Linked DNA regions of Sus scrofa: regions 1 and 3 are each linked to region 2. A link is a contact called in public Hi-C and HiChIP or PLAC-seq data. All regions are on one chromosome and are shown on one strand. The core of a region is the stretch at or near the end of the contact, and the rest is flanking DNA. Distances in the headings are between cores, read along the strand shown. Region 1 holds the start of FEM1C (protein fem-1 homolog C). Region 2 has its middle 120 kb from the start of CCDC112. Region 3 has its middle 50 kb from the start of FEM1C.

Evidence for each region. A called contact is a pair of places that touch in the nucleus more often than the background predicts. HiChIP or PLAC-seq counts read pairs in DNA pulled down with a chosen protein or histone mark.
Region 1: an H3K27ac HiChIP or PLAC-seq map of skeletal muscle shows a contact between it and region 2. The contact joins the promoter of FEM1C here to the enhancer-like site in region 2. A contact is called at or near these places in 1 of 5 promoter capture datasets (liver), 4 of 47 Hi-C or Micro-C datasets (fetal heart ventricle, heart right ventricle and skeletal muscle) and 2 of 2 datasets of contacts at active chromatin or transcription factors (alveolar macrophages and skeletal muscle).
Region 3: a contact with region 2 is called in a Hi-C map of skeletal muscle, with 4 times the contacts expected there. The contact joins two enhancer-like sites. A contact is called at or near these places in 4 of 47 Hi-C or Micro-C datasets (fetal heart ventricle, heart right ventricle and skeletal muscle) and 1 of 2 datasets of contacts at active chromatin or transcription factors (skeletal muscle).

The regions. Positions count from the first base shown.
Region 1 is chr2:119,721,776-119,724,475 of Sscrofa11.1, forward strand. It overlaps FEM1C (protein fem-1 homolog C), which reads right to left and starts at 1,265. Exons shown (of 3, transcript XM_021084648.1): 1 at 884-1,265; 2 at 1-40.
Region 2 is chr2:119,595,147-119,597,846 of Sscrofa11.1, forward strand. No RefSeq gene overlaps it. Among named protein-coding and RNA genes, the nearest start is that of CCDC112, 120 kb to the left of the region's middle. Within about 2 kb of position 1,340, at least 16 of the 83 cell types and tissues checked have an H3K27ac peak or open chromatin away from gene starts, as enhancers often do. A contact at or near this core is called in skeletal muscle, where this site is marked.
Region 3 is chr2:119,672,103-119,674,802 of Sscrofa11.1, forward strand. No RefSeq gene overlaps it. Among named protein-coding and RNA genes, the nearest start is that of FEM1C, 50 kb to the right of the region's middle. Within about 2 kb of position 1,354, at least 4 of the 83 cell types and tissues checked have an H3K27ac peak or open chromatin away from gene starts, as enhancers often do. A contact at or near this core is called in skeletal muscle, where this site is marked.

The DNA of each region.
Region 1 (2,700 bases), core at 15-2,514, 130 kb after region 2:
TGTCTATTGCCTTCCAACATCTGACAACCAGGGCACCAAACTAGAGAGAAGGAAAAAAAAAAAAAAAGGAGCAGTTTTGAATTTTCCATAGGTTAAGGTAAAAACCACTAGGTTTTCTTAATTTCTACTCCGGGGGAGCCACACTGTAAGGGACTACTCCGCCCCTTCCCCCCAGAAAAAGGTGGGAAAGGAGAATACATAAAAGTACAGAGACGCAAATGTTTTGGTGGGAGGCAGTCTCACCTCTATATACCGTAAATGTAAACGCTACAGGCAACCGGTTTTCTCGCCTCCTAACCAGCTAAGCTTTGTTCTAGTTCTGCTTTGCACACGCCCAGAGAGAGTACAAGCGAAGAGGCAGAAGACCCGGGCGCAGAAATGTTTCACATCTGCAGAGGAGAGCGGGCCAAGGGCGCGAGGCTGAAAGGCCTCGCTGTGGCCAGGAGAGGGAATAAAAAAGGTCGGAGCCAACAAACCGCGGCCGGCTAACGCCAAAACCCTCACCCGAAAGGCTCTCTTTCCTTTAAAACTACTCCAGACTCTCAGGAAATCCGGCTGCCTTTTAGCTAACTTCGTCCGCCCCATTTTTTTTGATTCCCCCACCGCGCGCCCCGCCAAAAGGGACCCGCAGGTTCCCCAAACCACAGCTGCCGGTATATAACCTTCACCTCTACCTTTTCCAGAAACCGGCAGCCCTCGCCCCAAGTTCCTCGATCGACCTCTACCCGCTCTATGCCGGCCGACGAGTCTAGGGCCTCCATCCCGCTGCCCGCCTTCCGCTGCTGGGGGCGCCCTCCTTCCCCTTCCCGCCCAGGCCTCCCCGTGGACGCCTCAGGCCGCAGCTCGGGCTCCGCCAGGCCGCCGCCGCTGCCACTGCCACTACCTGCCCTGGGGTTAGTTCTCCCCGCTGGCCGCCCGGGCACGGGCCGGCCCCTTCAAATTGAAACCGTTGTCCGCGCCGCCGCCCGGGCCGCGTTGCTCCGCCTGCGGCCGCACAGCTCGTCCATGCCCCGCGCCCCACAGGAATGAATCCAGCCGCGCCGCTTGCCCCGCCCCGCCACGCCGAGCTGCCTCCCGCCCTCCCAGTCTGCGCGGGCTGCAGCGGCTGCAGCGGCGGATGGTGTAATGGGCTGCGGGCCGGGGGCCGGACAAGCCCAAGCACTACTTCACATCACTGACGCGGCAGCAGTGCCATTGGGCCGGGGGAGGGCGGCGGCCGCCGCGAGCAACTGCCTAGGGGCGGGGCAGGGAGGCTGCCAGGGCGGAGCGACGCGAGAGGGGGTGGGGCCATGGCTCGAAGAAGGATGGGCCTGCGTGCGGCACGCGAAGGGGGCGGGGCCACGCAGGCATCCGCGGCCGGGGGTTGGTGGAGCGGCTGCGCAGATCTCGCGGGCTCCTCCGCTCTCCAGGTTTCAGGCAATCGTCTCAGGGGCTCTTTGGGTCCCACTGCCGAAACCCCCGGAGGCGTCGTAGCCATTACTACTTTGTCATTACCCTCTCAGACTAGCCTCTCCTAAGGTTCTTTCCTTTGGTGGGCCATGGAGCTCTTTATAAGAACTCAAAAAGGCAAAACAAGAACAACACAAGAATGAAATTTGGGAAAAAGACTACTTCTGGAGGCTGACAATCAAGACTTTTTAAAAAATATGGACTAAAAAAAATATATAAAACTACAGGGAATGGTAAAAACAGAGCAGTATAAATCAACAAGGTCGAATTCTTGACTGTAAACAATAAAACCAGGAAACGAAAGAAAGGTACGAAATTAATATACGTAAAAATAATTACTACTTCACACAGCAGGAAATGAATTTGTGGAATCCGTGACATTAACACATGGGGTGTGTTAAACTAGGTCGAGGAAGAGTTTAAACATGTTTGGAGAATGACACCCATAGTGAATCATGAGAAAATAATTTGGAAGAACTTGGTGTTCAATCTGGTGAACACTTTATTTGGAGGAACTTAAACTCACAGTTTCTTGGTACCACTGAGGGAAAGAAAATATTAGATTATAGCTCACAAGTTTCCTTTTCAAAGAGCTACTACCTCTTACTATAACGATGTCTCACGTTTTTATAATTTTAATAATCATTTTTAAGTGGAGCATTATATTGGCATTAGGCAGTCAGCATTAGGGTCAACATTAGTAACCCAAGATTCAAGTGAAGGTTATTACCACTGAGAAGAAAATTTAGAACAGAATATAAAAGATGAGAGTAACTGTCTATACAAATCAAAGAGCCAGGAGAGATTGACTGTTTTAACACTAATGTTACAGGTCACAGTTCTATACTCTCAAAGTATAAATACTAGAGACAGTTTCCCACCCAAGGCCTAACCTGGGCTGACCTCTCTTATCAGATTCAATAAGATTATGTGAAAATTTACAACAGTGTTCTTCAAACCAACAAGTGCATCCCTTGGGGGATTTTCACAGGGTAGGTGCACATTTAGTTTTAAGGCCACCAGTTTCTGAATATTCACCTTGCATCCATCTATATTATTTCCTAAAATTGATCTGCTGGTAAAGGAAAGCAATTAAGTTTTCATTTCCTAACTCTTTCACATGAGCCATATATACCCAAATATATTAGCCATATATCCAAACCACAAAAAGAAAGGTCATAACTTCCACTGAGAATCTTAAAATGGTACATTGCTCCAGGGTATAAAAAGCTAAGGCAACCTTTGTCAATT
Region 2 (2,700 bases), core at 90-2,589:
AACCTCCATATGCCGGAGCGCCAAAAATAGCAACAAAACAACAACAACAACAAAAAAAAAAAAAAAAAAAAAAGAAACAAACTCATGGATATGGAGGCGGGGGAGGGAGTGGGAAGCACTGGCATTTGAGTGTTAGTTGATGCAAACTATTGCATTTAGAATGGATAAACAATGAGATCCTGCTAGAGCACAAGGTACTATATCCAATAACTTGTGATGGAACATGATGGAGGATAATGTGAGAAAAAGAATGTGTACATGTATAACTGGGTCACTTTTCTGTACAGCAGAAATTAACAGAACATTGTAAATCACCTATAATAATTGTTTTTTTAAAAAAAAAACAAAATTGTCATTTCCAATAGACTCCATACACCCATTCCATCAACACACACACAACCATCAGCACCAAGGACATAAGTTCAAATAATTTCTCCTTAATTAGCCACATTATCATCATATCATCATACCTGCTATATCCTTCTGTCTTTTTTGTTGTTGTTGTTGTCTTTTTGTCTTTTCTAGGGCTGCTCCCGCGGCACATGGAGTTTCCCAGGCTAGGGGTCGAATTGGAGCTGTGGCCGCCAGTCTACGCCAGAGCCACAGCAACGTGGGATCTCAGCCATGTCTGCAACCTACACCACAGCTTACGGCAACACCAGATCCTTAATCCACTGAGCAAGGAGCAGGGATCGAACCCACAACCTCATGGTTCTTAGTTGGATTCATTAACCACTGCACCACAATGGGAACTCCCTATCCTTCTGTCTTGAAGGAATTATTTGTCTGGTGAGGCAGTGAAACATAAATGTGTGCATGACAGCAATGTCCCTCCCCATAACCTAATATAATAACAAAATTCCAGCCTAATGTGGGGATCTGATATTTATTTGGCTAGCAGAGATTTTCAGGATGTTGAATAATCAGAATTTACTATATAATGTATTATGCATAATGAGCATAACATGTAAGATTAGCTTGGTGTCAAAGATGAAATCATACAGTCCTGTTTCAGCAGGCTTACTGGAAAAGTTAACTTTTTTTCTAAACTTCTGGGGGTGAGTCAGTAAGTACAGTAGCCAAAGGAGAGATGACAACAGGAGGAACAGAGTTACTTTTCAAGCTTGTTCTTGCTCTGCTTTTGTCCCCTACTCTGATCCCTAATGTTCTTCACTTTTCTGTACAAATGATCTCCTAAAATAATTCTCCCCTTGGAAGTCTCTGTCTCTGCTCCCTTCAATGGAGTAAATGAGTATCTTCTCAGTGAATACACTTGGGCTGAACTTTCTGCCTTCCAGAAATAGAGCTTGGCTCTAGCTAGCTAATCCTGTGTCCTGTGAACTGTCCCAGCAGGGAGGGGCAGGCTGCTGTGACAAGTCTTATGTAAGACCCTCCTGTGAGGCGCAGAGCCCAGCAGAAGCAGAACCATGCCAGGCAGGGCCTCCCAGCTGGCCCGACCCCGCCATGCCAGCTGCTGGCAGCTCAGGGTAACTAATTTTATCTCCTGGTATTTTTACACCAGCTCTGGCTGCTACTTTACTAGGGAATCTGAGGGAAGGTATCCTTCTACCTGCTAAGTCCAGATCAAGAAAGCAGTACTCTTCAAAAGAACAGAGGTCTTGAACTAGCCAGAGAACTAGGACTGAACCCCTGCCCCGAACCCCAACCTCGAGTTGTTGGAACTGTACATTTCAGGGGATTGGTTGTGCTTTGGACCTCATGGATGATGGTTATGTAGACATAGAAACTGTGAACCAGAGGGACCCTTAGTGAGAGAGACTACCTGGTGCTACTCTCTCACAACTGTAGTTAAAGAGGTTCAGGGTAAGTGTCCAATAGATATTTCTATCTCGCCAGGAATCCTTATATGGAGGGAGGGAGGAAGGAGCTGGGAAATGGTCCAAAATGCATGTCACCACTCCAATTCAGACAAAAGGCTTAATATGAGAGACTCTGGAAGTAATAGAAAAACTGAGATGTGGGGATTACCTGGAGTTCTACTTCTCCATTCTATTCCTAGTTCCCATTTGCACAGAAAATCAGAAGAGGTGATTCTACAGATAACATTATAAGTGCCATATCTGGTGAAACCAGATGTAATTGAAAGTTAGGCAATCTGACAAAATATTTATCTCTAATGAAACCGCTTAGCTCCATGCTTCACTTATCCATGCTATCTTTGGTAGGTTATTTTTAAATGCACAAAAGGAAAAGGTCATTCACACAGACATGCAGTCTCGCTGCCACAATCTGAGCCACCAGACTTTGCCAAAGGAAACCCTGACCACAGATCCCTTCCCCTGCAGGTACAGATGGCAGTTCTGAGAGCAGCATATTCTTCTGGAACTGGCAGTAAGGGCCTGTCACTCTTACTCAGTTGTCTTGAGCATGTTTAGTTACTGAGCATACTTTCAAAGCATGTCTTTATCTGCACATGTTAGAAGGGCTCCTTTAATCTATGTGTAATATCTGTATATGTAGAATTAAGACTTCCTTTTAGACACCACATTTCAGAAACAATTCTTTATGGGAGTCAACAATTCATTGAAAAAAAAATGACAAGGCTAGAATCAGGGCAGGTATATGTTTAACAACTGGCTCTACAGGGAAATAAACTGATTTGCAGTGTTTGCATGGTGTTAAAACTCCCACCTTGGACAAGCGCAAGCTACTCATCTAACTTGACTGAGTGTGGAGTTG
Region 3 (2,700 bases), core at 104-2,603, 77 kb after region 2:
GCCATGAGCTGTGGTGTAGGTTGCAGATGTGGTTTGGATCCCACATTGTTGTGGCTGGGGTGTAGGCCGGCAGCTATAGCTCTGACTCAACCCCTAGCCTGGGAACCTCCATATGCCACGGGTGCAGCCCTAAAAACACACACACACAAAAAAATCATTTATGCATATCTGTGTAACAAGTCCTCTTTAGGATTAAACACATGTCAAAAAAAAAAGGGGGGGGGCATGACCAAGGACAAAAGATGTTGTATGTCTCAGTCTGTTTAGGCTGCCTCAACAAAAGTACCAAGGACTGAGTGCTTATAAACAACAGAAAAGTATTTCTCACAGTTCTGCTGGCTAAAAATCCAAGGTCAAGGCGCTGGCAGATTCAGGGTCTAGTGAAGACCTGCGTCCTGGCTCCTGGACTGACAGCCATCTTCTCACTGCACCCTCACGTGGTGGGAGGGTGAGGGGGCTTTCTGAGGTCTCTTTCATAAGGACGCCAATCCCATTCTTGAGGTCTCCCTCTGCCTTACTACCTAACTGCCACCCAAAGGCCTTAGTCCCTAGTGCTTTCACACTGGGGATTAGATTTCGACAAATAAATGTAGGGGGACAAAAACAGCCTTAGCATTAAGTCCCAGTGCTTGCAAAGAGTAGGCTCAAAAGACAGGAGGTTGCCTAGCCCTGCTCTGAATGTCAGAAAGTCCCCTCCAGCAACTGCTTTTTAAAAACCAAATATTTTCATTTATTCAACGAGCAAGCAGGACTTTAAAGAGCGTGGTCCAAACCCTGTACTAATCCTCTTTCTTTGGATTACAAGACTATTTCCTCCTAGGCTGGTGGGCAATTTTCCAATCAAAGATCCTCAACAGAGTAGTGTCTACACAGTTCTGAGGCCTGTTTCTCCATCAAGACTGGAAATCACTGGGTCTGGGCAGCCTCTGGAATGTGATTTACATGTCTAGGTTGCAATTTACTCACATTTTCATAAAAACGAAGTCATATTAGGGCAAAGCTGCGTTTGCTGGCCATAAGGGAAGGAACGTGTCACCAGGGAACAAAACCAGAACCAGTGCGTGGTCCTCTGAACTAAAGGATCTCCAGCCAGAATGGAGGAACATTTGCATAGGTATCTGGAGTTGGACCACACCCCTCCTTCTTCACATCTATTTACATCAGGCAACCTAAACGGAGGAGGAGAAAAAAAAAAAAAAAAAAGCATGTCCACCGTTGGGTTCAGACCTTTACAGATAGAGCTGACAGCCTTAGGCTCTGACAGAAGCCAGCCCGTGGGGTCAGAGAGGCCTCTGGGATCAAGTTCACCGTTTTGAAGCAGCCTGGCAGATTCAGCAGTAAGGCTTGAGTGGCTGGTAAGTGGTTTCAGATAAACGATACTTGAATCCATCCTGACCCAACTATCTGCGTGGCATGTCTGTGCCCTAGGGAAAAAAAAAGCCTTACGTTCCAGGACCGATAAAGCTCTCCAGACTCTTCGGAACTCCAGAACTGACATCGCCCTTGGCAGAGCCAGTGTGGCAGTTTTGCATTCTTACTACATGTTAGGGAAGCTGAGAGCTATTCAGGCTTCATGAGGGAGATTTTTGTTCAATATAAGGAAAAAGAATTTTTTTAATAAATAGTCACATTAACAGAAGTTTTTATCATAGAAAGCAGCAAGTACCCAGCACTGGAAATTTTTAGCAGAAACCAAAAAATCTACATTGGATGGAAAGCTGGCCTAGCCATAGGTCTCTTCCAGGGTCCTATGTCTTTAATTGAAAAATGAACTCAAATGTGCCATTTTTCTTTGCCAATTCTGTTCAGCTTACATGCATATGCATGGGAAAGCATTAAGTGGTAAGAGCCAAGAAGTCGGTTTTCCCTCCTGACTGTACTTCTGTGATGGTTACGTTCATGTATCAACTTGACTAGGCCAACAGGACACAAGACTTTTGATCTGGGTATTTCTATGAGGGTGTTTTGGGATGACATAAACATTTAAATCAATAGATTTAACACAGATTAGATTAATATGTGAATCAGTAAAGCCGACTGCTCTCCTTAATGTGATGGGCCTCATCCAATCAGTTGAAGGTCTGGCTAGAACAAAAAGACTGACCTACCCCCAAGTGAAAGAGACTGTTCCAGCAGACTGCCTTTGGACTTCACCTGCACTACAGACTTTCTTGGGTCTTTTTTTTTTTTTTTCTTTTCTTTTCTTTTTTGGCTGCCCCATGGCATATGAAAGTTCCCAGGCCAGGGATAAAATCTGAGCCAGAGCTGTGAACTACACCACAGCTGTAACAACACCAGATCCTTAACCCACTGTGCCAGGCTGGGGATCAAACCAGCACCTCTACAGAGACAAGCCAGATCATTAACCCCACATTGCAAATTTGGACTTTGACAAACTTCACAATTGTGTGAGCAATTCTTATAGTAAATATCTTTCTCTGCGTAGTCATATCCTATAAATTCTGTTTTGCTAGAGAGCCCTAACTAATACAACTGCTTTTTTCAGTATCCTCTGCTGACTTGGCCTTCACTTTTCAATATCTAAATGCTGGAAGCATTCCTACATTCACTCCTCAATAATCTCTATGACCATCTCCCTAGAGGTGAGATCAACTAGTCCCATGACTTTATCAGGATCTCACAATGATGGCTTTATATTCCAGTCCCAACTTCTTCCCAGAGTTGCAGACCAGAATACAC